3 separate regions of the Zea mays genome follow, and all the other regions are linked to region 2. A link is a contact called in public Hi-C data. All regions are on one chromosome and are shown on one strand. The core of a region is the stretch at or near the end of the contact, and the rest is flanking DNA. Distances in the headings are between cores, read along the strand shown. Region 1 holds the start of LOC100284660 (cytosolic purine 5-nucleotidase). Region 2 holds the start of LOC100283266. Region 3 holds the start of LOC100383751.

The links. A called contact is a pair of places that touch in the nucleus more often than the background predicts.
Region 1: a Hi-C map of endosperm shows a contact between it and region 2, with 2.7 times the contacts expected there. The contact joins the promoter of LOC100284660 here to the promoter of LOC100283266 in region 2. A contact is called at or near these places in 6 of 25 Hi-C or Micro-C datasets (ear, endosperm, leaf and 3 more).
Region 3: a contact with region 2 is called in a Hi-C map of tassel, with 1.8 times the contacts expected there. The contact joins the promoter of LOC100383751 here to the promoter of LOC100283266 in region 2. A contact is called at or near these places in 4 of 25 Hi-C or Micro-C datasets (ear, endosperm, leaf and 1 more).

What each region holds. Positions count from the first base shown.
Region 1 is chr1:289,499,726-289,502,445 of Zm-B73-REFERENCE-NAM-5.0, forward strand. It overlaps LOC100284660 (cytosolic purine 5-nucleotidase), which reads right to left and starts at 1,353. Exons shown (of 17, transcript NM_001157555.2): 1 at 710-1,353; 2 at 1-191. The coding sequence starts at 851.
Region 2 is chr1:289,364,860-289,367,588 of Zm-B73-REFERENCE-NAM-5.0, forward strand. LOC100283266 reads right to left here and starts at 1,264. Exons shown (of 8, transcript NM_001294274.1): 1 at 1,189-1,264; 2 at 950-1,031; 3 at 156-209; 4 at 1-42. The coding sequence starts at 1,242.
Region 3 is chr1:289,557,005-289,559,732 of Zm-B73-REFERENCE-NAM-5.0, forward strand. LOC100383751 reads left to right here and starts at 1,405. Exons shown (of 5, transcript NM_001362128.1): 1 at 1,405-1,668; 2 at 1,774-1,881; 3 at 1,975-2,099; 4 at 2,182-2,282; 5 at 2,377-2,728. The coding sequence starts at 1,449. The coding sequence ends at 2,473.

The DNA of each region.
Region 1 (2,720 bases), core at 103-2,602, 130 kb after region 2:
AGGCTTGTACTGTGCCAGAGTGTAGTCCATATCAAATCCCACTGCTGTGATGTTCCTCATGTTGAGTGACCTGTTGCAGAATACCTCCTTCCCGACAGAAATGCTTCTCGGTTCTGCCGAAGGTGATGACCATACTGCCCCAGTGGACGCTGTCTCCACCGCACCGCTGTCCATCCTTGCAGCAGTGCAACCTGATTGGAGATCAGCACGTCAAGTGTTGCAAGAGCATACAATCTAAACTGAAGAATGCTAACCGTACTTCACGATTGGTGGAGAAAAACGTTGTTTCAATCAGGAATTATGACACAGTTGGTTAAAAGTTAAAACGTTAGAGGTTAGATGACCAACGTATTTCAAGGATATACGGGCAAAATTTGTAGTTCTCACGAGAATAAAACAACTAACGCTGAATAACAAGATGATGATGCAAAATGCAGAATCCATCAAATTCCAACAAAAATCCACAATCTCGGCATGGCATCACGACTCGCCAAAGTGCACCGGGTAACCCAATGAAATCCACAAACTCTGTTCGGGAATTCCTTGGAAACAACCGTCAAAGTCTGGGTGAGGTCGGAGGTATACAAGGCAGAACATCTCGCGCGAGCGAAACCGGTCAAATAGCACGAGAATCGCACGAGAAGAGTGGGCAAAATTCTCACCCTACAGAGAAAGTCCTCACGAATGCACGGAAGAAGCGCGTACGTACCCCTGGAGCCGGAGACCGACGCGGCGGCGGCGGAGGCGGCGGGCGAGCAGGACGAGGACGCGGATGCGAAGAAGAGGAGCAGCGGAGGCGAAAGGGGCGCGAGGTGGAAAGCGGCGGCGAGAGGCCTCCTAGAGAATAGCATGATCGCTGGCTCCCAGCCCGGCGCGCTTTAAATAGGAGACGAGGAGGAGTGCCGGATGCGACGAGGGAGAGAAGACGGGGGGGCGATGGAAACGTGACCGTTGTGCGGGGGAGGGAATAAATGCGGCGCTACCGCGCTAGGTGGAGGACGGGATGAAGAATCCCGATGGGGCCGGGTGGTGCTGGTGCTGGCGCGCGTGAGCGACGGGAGGCCGGGCACCGCCGCGCGGCGGCGTCATCTCATCTCGCCGAGCTGGCCTGCGCCGGGCATTGGCCGACGAGCGGGCGGAGGCGCGGGCCGCGTGGGGGGTGACGGGGCAAGTGGCGCGGGGATCGTGTGCGGATTCGGATGCGGATGCGGTTGCGGTTGCTGCAGCACGGAACAGAGCTCGCGTGCGTGGGAAGCAGGCAAGCAGCAGCGGGCGCGGGCGGACGAACGGACGGGGCGAGGGCTGGGCTGGTGGTGGAGGAACTGCTGGTGCTGGCTTGGGATGGGATGGATGCGTATTCGTTCGAGTTGGCCGCTGTGGTGACGTTGCCCCCACTGGCCACTGGTAACGGATGACGCGCGCCGCTTTCCCTCCCGCGACTTGGCTCCGGGCACACGCGCCTCCGTACCCAAAGGCCAAAGACTAGGGCAGGAGGAGTGGAGAACAAAACGGAGGATGCACCGGTAAGATGTGGATAAGAATGTCGACGATGAGAATAATGGATGGAGGGATAAGTGCTTGACGTAATTGAAGAGAGGATTAAATCACTTTTTAATCAAATTTAATAAAAATGATTTAATTTCTCCAATCACATTCAGATTAGGATGGCAACGGATAATTCCTCGTCGAGTTTTAGCTCTCATACCCGTTCCCGCGACGGAAAAAATTTTCCCATAAAGAACCCCACGAACGCTTGCAAAGGACATTTCTTTCTCATCACCGTTCCCCGCCGGAATAAATCTCCATCGGGGATCCCCATCACCACTTAAATTATAATTAGATCGTAATTCATTTGTTATTAATGTAAACCATTGTCAATTATACACATTGTTAGATGTAAAAAATCATTATGTGTACATTAAAATGACCATATTTGTACAACGGGTGATCTCTTGATAAGTTAATTATTTATTTTTATCATTAAATACTACATGAAAATATCGTCACATGTAAGTTTAACGGGTCCCTGCGGGGAACGGAGACGGGTATAGGTGTACATTCGGGCCGCCCGGCCCGGCCCGGCCCAAGCCCGAAAAGGCCCGGCACATTTAATTTCGGGTCGGCCCGGCCCAATATTAAATTCGGGTCGTGCCGTGCCGGCCCACGGGCCGACCCCTCGGCCCACGGCCCGGCCCGTATTTCACTAAACGTGTCGTGCTTTAAACTGGCGGCCCGAAAATAATAAAGGCCCGAAATACAAAAATGGCCACGGTTGCCGGAGTGCTGGAGCTCGTGGGGGCAGGGGCGACTCCGGTAGCGCTCGTGCAGGGGCGGCCGCGGCTCCGGTCGGCGGTCGCGCTCGGCCGCTCGAGCAGGCCGCAAGGGCGCAGGGACGCAGGGCGCAGAGGCGGCTCCGGTAGCGCTCGCGCAGGGGAGGTCGCGGCTCCGGTCGCCGGTCGCGCTCGGCCGCTCGCGCGGGCCGCACTGCCGCAGGGGCGCACTGCCGCACTGCCGCACTCGTCGGTCGCGCTCCGGTCAGCGGTCGGCGGTCGCGCTGGAGCCTGGCTGGCCGCCTTGGAGATGGGAATCGGGATGGAGATGGGAGTCGCCGAGTTGGGATCGGGACACAGCCACACGAGACGGGAAAGACGGCGGCCGCCGGCTGGTCACGGACTCACGGGAGTAGGACGTAGGGTTTCAGGTTTCCATTTGGCAATTAG
Region 2 (2,729 bases), core at 14-2,513:
CCATTTCAGTCAAAAACAATGTATTGATGCTCCTTTCAAACACTGAAACAAGAAAATCACAATGAGGGGAAACAACAATATCTCGGCAGCAATAAACAAAATTGCAAACGATCATACTCTTGTCTAATGAACAGAAAAACATCATCAAAACTCACCAGCATTCCAATCTTTTGCGATATCTTTTGCAAGCTGTTCTTTCTCCTCTTCCTCTGGTCATTAATAGGATTAAACCCTCAGAGGGAAGTAACAATGAACAAACTCAAATTCTGTATGTAAACACATAGTAGGACAAGGAAGTCTAACTGTGAAGAAATACAACTCATATAGTAATCTGCCTAATCAACCATCAACTTCAAATGTACAGTTCAACAGACAATCCTCAAAATAAACCAAGACAGGAAGGCACAACTTCGTATTTGAGAATTTCATGTCGGCTGAAACTTGAAAGTCAAATTTAACTGGTTACCCAACACTCATCCTGAAAAACTGCTCTTTCACACAGCCGAAGGTACCAAAACTCATCACCAGACAACTAATTGCAAACCAGACACTCATATAGAACTGCGCTAGATTATCCTCATCAATTTCTGATTTCAAGTTCATCATCCTATTTGGGCATGTCACGTTGATTGAAACTTGGAAGACATACAATCAATCAATAACCCAAGACCAAACCATTTCATACATCCCTTAATTAACTGCTCTTGGGCACTACTATTAGGCCGGTTATTCCCATCCCATCCCATGTGGATTGGATGGGATTGGAAAAAATTATGAAAGATTTTAACTTGTATGAAATTTAAACCTACTCAATACCACCCAATCCATATAGATTGAGAACAAAACAAACAAGCCCTTAACATGTAGGTAACCAGCGCAACATGAATCGCACTATTTGTGTGGTACCGATACTGGCAAACAACCCAATAGAAAGGGGGAGAGCACTGACCTTTGAACCGCTTGGGAATCCCCGCGTTCATGTAGGTACGGAGGTGCCCCTGCATCGCCGACGTTGTCGGCCCGAGCTGCGCCTGCAACAAACACCAGCACCACAGAGTCACACAAGCATCCGCAACTACCGGCACCCAGGAATGACAAGGCTCTCGACCAGAGAATTCGCGAGCGAATACAGGGGATCTGGCACCCCGGAAGTGCCGGGCACGGGCGGAAAGGGCTAGGGATTCGTACCGACTGTCTCGCGCGGAGCGCCTGCGCTGCCTGCCGGGCTAGGAGCGCCGCCATGTGGTGCGACCTCGACGGTGACGAAGAGGCGGAGGCGATGGGCTCGGAACGAATCGAGGGAGGTGGAGGCGTAGAAAGGGACGTGCTGGGCTGCTGCCTGTAGGTAGGGGTTGCGGAGATGGCAGGGTGGACGAGCAAAGGAGGAGACGTGCTGTGGGTTGCGATTTGCGAGTGGCCTGGGCTGTGGGCTGGGTGGACTGGGAACTGCGTCGGAGAGCGCGGCAGGGGCCCAAACAGATCTAGGCTAGGGATGGGTATTTTAAAACTCAAATCTAAATCCGAATATTGTCGGTCTATTCGAGTTTTCGGGTTCGAATTCGATTCCTATATATATGCTAAATTTGAAGATATGGATTCGGGTTCGGTTTCTAACCTTTCAAACCCGAATAGACAAAATAAACCGAAATATAAAAAAAACTCTTAATATGTGATGATATTATTATATGATTTATGAACTTATTAGCTAAAAAATATGATGTCATCTTAACGATAGTATATATCTTTCTATGCTAATTTTTATAGTCACTTGTTCTAATAATAGTACTTTAATTTATTATTCATTGTATATATTTTAACAAAAGATACTAGTTTCTCTACTATTTGGATCTATTCGGTGGACTGAATAGACCAAACTGAAATTGTGAGTCTATTCAGATTCGGTTTATAAAATTATTTTAAAAATTTTAGTTCTTATTTTTTAGAACCCGGATTTTCACGAATCTGAATAGATCGAACCGAATTAATCTAATAAACCGAATACCATCGAAGCGCTTCTTCCGGAGGTCGGTTTGGAGTGTTTTTTGGGACATGGGTGGCCATATAGGGTGTAACGTAAGACATAGCTGATTACTTTTCTCATATGGTGTTTGGTTCTCAGATTGGACTAATTAAGTTTAATAGAAAAATTAAACCATAATATAAAGACAAAAAGATAAGAATAGATGATGAGTCATTTTTTAAACATAATTAATCTATAACTAATTATAACACAACATTAGTGAATCATGGACTAATTAAGTTTAATATACTCATCTTATTGTTTTGTCTTTATATATATAATTATTTTATAATTATACTATATACCATACATTTAACTAGTATTTAAACATCTCAGTGACAAGACTAAAATTTAATATGCTAGATCCAAACGAGCTCATAGGATGATGTTGGGGACTTATTCTCAAATGCTATGAATTAAGAACAAGGCAACATAAAAAAATGTTAAATGTTAATGTACTTGTCCTTCGAAGCATTATTTCTCTAAGGATATAATAATCTTCGGACGAAGGTTATGAAGGACATACCTTCATAGATATGACATGTAAAATTAGGGGATGAAGGTTATGAAACATAAGACAATAACATAGATAATTATATAGTACCAAAATGTGAACATGTATTAATAAATAATCATGAATATATAAAAATTAAACTAAATTACATTTGCACCTTGAGTTTGACAGAAATACAAAGATACGAATGCGATA
Region 3 (2,728 bases), core at 155-2,654, 190 kb after region 2:
CAAAAGAAGATGAACAAAATCATCAGGAAGTTCACATATTGAGGTGGCTAATTCGTTGCATTCTTGATATTCTTTCCCTTGCGTGGCTTAAGTTGCGTTTGGTTGGAGAGCCAACTGGGATGGAGCGGCTCCATTCCAATTTCTAAGGATTGAGTCATTTCATTCTATGTTTGGCAAACAGAACGAAATCGCTCCATTTTTTGTTTGTTTGGTTGAAGAGTAGAATAGAGTAGAGCCGCTCCGTTTATTGTTTGGTTGAAGAGTTATATGACTGTTGAGTGGAGAAGAGGGATGAGAGCGCTCGCGTCCGCGAGAGCGCTCGCATCCGGACGTTTTGGTGAAGCGAGAGCATCCCAAATATTTGTTATTTAGGTAGTGTTTGGTTGAGGAGCCAAGTAGAATGGAGCCGTTACATCCCTGATTCTAGGAACGGAGCCGCTCTGTTCTGTGTTTGGTAATCTGGAACGGAGCGGCTCTATTTTTTGTTTGGTTGCAGAGTGAACGGAACGGGGCGCGACTGTGAGAGCGGGATGGGAACGGAGCGGCTCCGTCCGGTTGATTTTTTGGAGCGGAATGGTTCCGGATCTGAGGAGAATATTCCCTAATTGGAGTCATTCCGTTCTAGTTACTTTGTAACCAAACAGCAACAAAACTGAGACAGAACGGCTCCGTTCTACTTGGCTCTTCAACCAAACACTACCTTATAGACTCCAGGAGCCGCTCCGTTCTCCTCCATGGTAACCAAACATAAAAAAATAAGAATATAGTCGTTTCATTCCCTTCCGCTCCTCAACCAAACACACATAGCTGCTCTCTTGATTCTTTTACTCCTTCACTCTTTAAACGAACTTCAATTGGTGGATGAATCTCAATCGATTTTGGAATTTCGCAGCCAATGAAACTCTCATATTCTTCAACAGCTTGTAAAGAATCAAAAATTAATTCCAACAGCAGGCTTCAATGCATCCTCGCAAGCAGGTACCAAAAGAGGCATTCTGCAGTGAGAACAAGAATTAATTTACCAATGCAAACTGTGTTCATCAGCCAATAAAAGAACAACTATTCTTCTGCACGCCCGTCGCGAACGCGCCCAGCGGCGGGAGACGATGAGGCTGTCGGCATCGGGGAAGAAAGCGAAATTGTTTAGATTCGCCAAGGGTTTGAAAGGTGAGGTGGAAAAGAGGTAGGGAGGATTTCGCAAAATTACAAATCCAATATGTGGAGGCTGGTGGGAGGGTATGTTTGAAAGATTGCCACGTGACATCGGATTAAAGATGGTTGACTGAGATTGAATATGTGCACATGGCATGTGCACAAGATATGCTCCCATTACGGGATTCCTCGTGTGGATTTGGACAGCTGGACGTCCTGTAAAGTTTGGAGGCCCACGCACAGAGGAAGCGCAATCCCACCCCACCCGGCACCCGTTGACCGCTGTTCGCCTAGCAATGAGCGCCATCCACTCACCCGCCGCGCCGCCGGCGAGGCCGCCTTTCCGGCGCAGCACGACGGGAGTAGCGTCTCCCCTCCGGGAACCCTCACAGCCGCAACCGACGCCACCGGCGCCTCCGAGCCTCACCTCCCGCCGCGCCGGTCTCGTCGCACTCCTCGTGGCAGCGGTGGCGCCGGAACGCCCTGCCGCCGCCGCCGCCTTCTCGCTCGGCATTCGTACGACCGCATCCTCCGCCTCTCCTACCAGCTTTCTCGGCTCTGCAGTGACCGGGCATCTCACTTGTATTCTCCCATGTTCTCTCTTCGTGTTGCCGCGCGCAGCTGGGCCCAAGGAGCTGCTGCGGGAGCAGAAGAAGAAGTCGGCGTCCTTCCTCCTCGCGCCCATCGCCGCCTCCCGGGACACCCTCGTCAAAGCCCACGCGCTTCTGGGTAACTCCATGTCCTCGGGAGCCCTCGACCTTGTCTAATCTGGTCGGATGTCCAGGAAACCCTTAGCAACCGTGGCTGTGCGATGCAATGTAGCTTCGCCGAGTGCGTCTACTGAGGACGCCGAGGAGGTGAAGGGGCGGATCCTTGCGGCAGGAAGGGACTGCGTGCCGCGGCAGAGGAACTCGATTGTCGCGCTCCAGTCGCGGACTGGCGTTGAGGTTGGGTTTTTTTACTTTCACTTGCATGTCTATCGGCTGGTTTGTTTTTGTGCTCCAGGTGAATGATGTAATTACCCTGTAGGTGTGCACATTCAGCTTGATACTGAAGAACGCCGCGTCGCTGCTCGCCAATAAGGATTCCCTCAAGGTTGAAGCTGATACTAGGCTCGAGGAGCTCATAAAGTATGTTTATAGCTAGCTAGCATCACGTGATGCTCACAGAATTGTTGTTTATTGTATCGAGTAAACTTTGGCTCATTGACCTTGTCTTCTACAGGTCATTCTCTGAACTGGGAACTCTGGTGGAGAACAGTAATTTTGAGCTCGCAGATGATAGGCGAGTAATGCCAGCACACATATTTTTATTTATTTAAATCCTGGATATGAGAAACATGTGTGACCTATTAATATTCTGGCCTCTTACTAGTAGCAACTTGATGTTTCCTGTGACAGCATTTTATGTCTATCTTTTTATTTATGTAATGTTGTCATCTTTTTTTTATCTCCAGTTAGGATATTTAAAATTTTGTATACGGACAGCCAATTCTTTCTCTTGTTGATTTTGTAAATAAAGGAGTTGTATATCTTATATCATCATCTCACCATAGGAGTTTAAATAAACTGCTGTA